Linked DNA regions of Rattus norvegicus: region 1 is linked to region 2. The links are chromatin contacts, called in public Hi-C maps. All regions are on one chromosome and are shown on one strand. Each heading gives the region's core, a stretch centred on a gene start, on an enhancer-like site or on the middle of the called end of the contact. The rest is flanking DNA. Distances are from core to core; before and after follow the strand shown. Region 1 has its middle 210 kb from the start of Mreg. Region 2 holds the start of Fn1 (fibronectin 1).

Region 1 (2,700 bases), core at 129-2,628, 360 kb after region 2:
TTTTCTACAACAGTAAAAAGAGAAAATGGCCAAAATGAAGAAAGAAGTCAAATGATGACTAGTAGCTGCTGAAGGAGAGCTAATGTTTTCAAGAGAAAATTGTGTATTGCAAAAGAGAAAGAAGGGCATTGATAACACACACACATATAAACACACATATGCACACATACACACATATATGAATATATATACACACATATATACATATATAAACACATACACATATAAACACACATATGCACACATATACACATATATGAACATATATACACACATATATACATATATAAACACATACACATATAAACACACATATGCACACATACACACATATATGAACATATATACACATATACATATATAAACACACATATGCATGCATACACACATATATGAACATATATACACACATATACATATATAAACACATATAAACACACATATGCATGCATACACACATATATGAACATATATACACACATATACATATATAAACACATATAAACACACATATGCACACATACACACATATATGAACATATATACACACATATACATATATAAACACATACACATATAAACACACATATGCATGCATACACACATATATGAACATATATACACACATATATACATCTATAAACACACACACACACACACGAAAGACATACTAGATATTGAGAAAACAGATCCTGGGTTCAGACTCCATCCTAGAGAACCTGACCTAAGGTTGAACTCTCTAGCACCAGTTTCCAGGTTACTCCCCAACAAACCTGTGCCTCTAGGTTATAAGCCCACCACCGGCACTTCTCTTCCTAACAACCACCAATCAGGAGGAAAGCAGAAATAAAGTTTATGGTTTGGCTCCCAACACCAGCCAATTATTTTAAAGAGCAACAAAATTCTGTAATAGCCACCCCCCTTCAGATGTGTGCCAGGCTAGAAACCCCCTTGCTTGCTTCCCATTTCCTGTAAAATCTTGTCCCACTCAAAGCTCGGGGCTTCGCCCTCCCGTCCTGCTGCATCAGAGATGGCAGTGCGGCCCAAGCTCAACCTTAAATAAAAAGACCCTAGTTCAGTTGCATCAGAATTGGCTCCTTGGTGGTCTTTTGGGGTTCGAGAATGCTTAATAACGATATCTAGATAGCAGGACATTATAAAATGGACTCTCGGCCGTGAGAAAGCGTGAGGCTGCCAACCCATTCTTCTGTTGGGAAGAATGCCACAGGAAAAAGAGCACGTGGCTTTGCCTGCATGCTCCCTGAGAAGGCCCAGCTGTCTTCTGGAAAGCAAAATGCAGCCTCGGAGAGAGCTGAGCCTCTCTGGCTGATTGAAAAAACATGTACAGTCTGAGAGTAAACACCGGGCTAAGAACGTCTTGCTGTGCACTGTGTGGACAGCAGGCTCCGCTGAGCCCTTAATACGCAGCCATTATCCACAGTGCTGACTCATGCTCCTGAACTCCACAGATGTCTTCCTTTTTAAAGACTCTTTTAGAAGCCTCTCCGTCTCTCTCGTGGGTGGCTGGTGTGGACTTTGAAAGGAAAACCCCAAGAGACTTTCAGGGGGGACACCCAATAGGAGCCCCCCCAGAAAGGATGTGCATCCCAAGACATTCCGGAAACAGCTTGGCAGTTCACGATCTAGCCTGAAGGGTGACACGCTGTTTACTTCTGTCCCGTCCTATTGATTGACGCAGTCACGAAGGCATGCTCAGGGTCGAAGGGGTGAGGGGTTGAAATCCTACTCCTCAGTGGGAGGGATAAAGATCCTCTCTTAAAACCAGAACACTGGGCCTGGCGAGAAGGCCCAGTAGGTAAGGGTGCTAACTGCCAAGCACAGCAAGCTGCACTCCCTCTCCAGAGCTGAAGTGGAAGGAGAGAATCAACTGGGGAAAGTTGTCGTCTGACCCCCGAGCGCCCACTGCAGCACGTGCATACCTACACAGAGACACACGGACGGAATGGATGAAATGGTCTTCAAAAAACAGATCGAATGATAACAAAAACAAAAACCACGGGCATCGCGTTCTCCTTCGAGCGGAGGTTCCAATGTTTACACTGTTTTTTCTGCAGACACCAGCTTGCGAGGAAGAGGGACGAGCTAAGGGACTCCGAAACATCAACCCTGGCAATCCTGAGCTAATGAGCCAATCAGAAAACTATTAAAACCTCCAGACTTTTGATGATGTGAGGAAAAACCAACTCTCATTTATTTGAGACATTCTCGAGTTCTTCTATTGCTTATAGCAAAATAGTTTCCAGCCAGCGCACCGCCTCCGCTGAAAGGCATGGTAGGTGCAGGGCGCCATCAACGGACCTGCATCCGGAGGAAGCCAGACACAGGGAATTAAGAAAGCTGTGTGAAGGCATTTTGGACTTTTATTATAGCTTCTGAGGTCTCATCAACGCTGGCTAAGCCTCAGAGAATTTCAAAGCAAAGCATATTTGTAGCTAACTGACATAAATTTGGGGTATAAAACTGACATGAAAAATGCATTATCCTTAAAAATTGGTAGAGCACTTAATGACTACAAAGCACTTCCTGGTCTTCAGCCCCGTAATTGGAGTATATGATTTACACTCTCGTTTCCACTCAGTGTCAACCAACCACAATGTACAAAATGAAGACATTTGTCTCATCCAAAAAATTATACCCTTAGAAAACAAAGCCCGGACGAAGCATCAGGGATTCGGAGAG
Region 2 (2,700 bases), core at 97-2,596:
CTAAAATTTTGATGTGGGAGCTAGCTAGTCAAAGATTTAAGCATTGTCTATGCAGATGGACGTTTAGGGTTTTTTTTTTTTTTTCTTATCTTTTAACATGGTTAAAAGTTATACAATGACGTCATGTCCATCTGGTCAGGGGAACTACATCAGCAGAATGGAAACATTCTGAGAGGCAAAAAAGTAGAAAATACTTTTAAATCATGAAAGGCTTCAATCTTAACAGCAACAACATCAAATAAGACAAGAAAGGAAACTTTTAAGTTGGGTGTCCTGGTGACTATGCCAGTAAACCCCAGCTCTGTAGAAGCTGAGGCAAGAGAATTGCTCCAAGTTGAACACAAGCCTGGAGAACATCAGGCTAGCTTTGGCTACAGTGTGAGATCATCTCCAAAAGAAAAAGAGAGAAAAAAAAAAAAAAAGGAGGGAGAACTTTTAAAGGAAGAGTGGGTCTCTGAAAATCTGGAAGAGAAACGCATATCCCTGCTCTTAATGAAGAATCCTTTTGGGGGAGCCCTGAGGTATCCCCCAAAGCACTGAGCTAACAACATCTCTTTCCAGTTGGTAAGAAACTACCTATTTAGATACTTTTCTTCCTCCCCATTTATTAAATATTTAACCAACTATTTACTAATAAGGAAAATAAGGATCGGGGAACTACACTAATCTCAGATGTAAAATTTTTAAGTTCATGTTTCTTTTCTCTTTCACAAGTTTGGGTTCCCGGAAGGGCGAACTGAAGGTGTGGAATTTGTTAGCGCACTTGACGGGAAGGACAGATGGTCCCTGCCTCCACTGTACCCGCAACCAGCCTGCTCAAACATAAGCCCTTTTGTGTCCACAGCTGGTTTCCTTCAATAAAGCGCGCACTCACATACGTTCGCACAGCCACGCACGCGCGCAAAACTTTAGCCACAACTTCTGCGGGAGCCGAGGACCAACCCATCCCTGGTGCCGGCCGGTTTCAGCCAGACTGTCGGTACTCACGCTTGCTCTGACTGACAGCCACCGGGGACGGAGGCTGCACGATTTGCTGAGCCTGCCTCTTGCTCTTCCCGGTTTCGGTGCAGCGCACCGATGTCCCCAGGCACAGGACTGCTAGCAGCAGCAGCCGCCCGGGTCCCGGACCCCTGAGCATCTTGAGTGGATGGGAGGAGAGTCGCCCTCTCCAGGAGGCTAGTGGCCACGAAGTGTGGTTCCCCTCGCAGCCTGCAGGAAAAGTCCTGAGGTGGGGACGCCTGTAAGAAGATGGAAGGAGGACACGGGAGAGGACCAGAAGTTGTGGCCGCTGGCCCGGCTCACACCCTGGGCTCCTTTTCTTCCCCTGTGCAGTGCAGCGGGTGCGAGCGGCTGAGCCCCAAGAGCAGAGGCTTATATGGGACAGTCCCTTCCCGCCCCCCCACGAGGCCCTGCGCGCCGGGGAGGAGGGTCCCGTCCGACTCCCCCCGCCCCTCCTGCCGCCGCAGCCGCGGCCGACCGCGCGCCGATTGGCCCGGAGTCCGGGTGACGTCACGGGGTACGGTGGGTTCGCCCCGAACAAAAGAGATGCTGATCTCCCGCCAGGTCTGGGACTGGAGAACTTCCCCCCCCCCTTTGGTTTCCTTTGCGGTCGTCAAACTTTTGGGAGGAGGATTGGGGGTAGGGATGGGAAACGGCTGTAAAGTGAAGTAGACTCGGAGGAAAGGGAGGGAGGGGCTGGAGCCGACTGAAGCCTGGGGGTAGGGGACAGGTTTACCCCCTCGTCTCTTTCCTTTTTTTTTTTTTTTTTAAATTGGTGACCGTGGTGGTGTTTGAGAACATTGCGTCACCTCTGAGAAAAGTCTGTGCTCACCGGGGTGTATTTTGTGGGAAGGGAAAAAGTCGTTAAGTGGCCACTACCTTGTCCCTGTAGGAATCCAGACTTCACTTTTGCAGCCCCGGGGCAGGGCGGCTCTTCCTGGTGCTTTTCCTGGGTCCCGGGCGCCGCCTATTCGGTGTTAGGTAGGCTTAGACCCCGGTTTCTCCATGCAGTACCTGCTTGGTTTCGAGGGAGAGCCCCGGAGAGGGTGAGCGCGTGTCAAAGGTGACCCCTTCCCTGAGCTTCTACAGCCCGGGGTTGTGCACGGCGCCCTGAAGATTCCGGGCAAACTCACAAGACCAAGTCTCTCTGCAAAGATGAAGCAACAGAAAGTTTCCTTTCTAAGTCATGAAACAAAGTTTTCCTTTCCTGGGATTGGGGTGCCCGTTTCTTTTAGAAGGCCTGTGGTGAACAGCTTGAGAGGGGGGAAATTTGAACTGGCTGATGAAGTTGGGGAGAGCGGGTAGCTTTAGGTCCACGCCACGTTCACTGGGCCATTTGCACTCAAAGCAGAGACCTAGGTGGCCTCTGAAAGAGAGCTGGGGTGGGGATGGGTACAAAGACTATGTCTTGCCTTCCTCCAGCCTTCCCCGGAATTCCCTTGCATGTATCTGGGCGTTTATTTTTTTTCAGATTTCACAGTCATGGCAGAATTCCACTATCCACCCCCTCCCTCGCCGCCAGATTTTTTAGATTTCAATTGTTATCTGCTCCAAGAATGTATAAAGTTCCACTGAAAAGTCTCCGGAAATTCTCCGGACTTTCTACACTACTGAGATTGGAGCGGGGATAGGAGACGTCCCCCTGAAGCTCACAGCTCTAACACGTTGGTCTTTTTTTTTTTTTTTCTTTTTTTTTTTTTC

The links. A called contact is a pair of places that touch in the nucleus more often than the background predicts.
Region 1: a contact with region 2 is called in a Hi-C map of the A7r5 cell line, with 2.4 times the contacts expected there. The contact joins the enhancer-like site here to the promoter of Fn1 in region 2. A contact is called at or near these places in 2 of 12 Hi-C or Micro-C datasets (the A7r5 cell line and hepatocytes).

What each region holds. Positions count from the first base shown.
Region 1 is chr9:81,077,428-81,080,127 of GRCr8, forward strand. No RefSeq gene overlaps it. Among named protein-coding and RNA genes, the nearest start is that of Mreg, 210 kb to the right of the region's middle. Within about 2 kb of position 1,379, at least 28 of the 93 cell types and tissues checked have an H3K27ac peak or open chromatin away from gene starts, as enhancers often do. A contact at or near this core is called in the A7r5 cell line, where this site is marked.
Region 2 is chr9:80,712,791-80,715,490 of GRCr8, forward strand. It overlaps Fn1 (fibronectin 1), which reads right to left and starts at 1,347. Exons shown (of 46, transcript NM_019143.2): 1 at 988-1,347. The coding sequence starts at 1,138.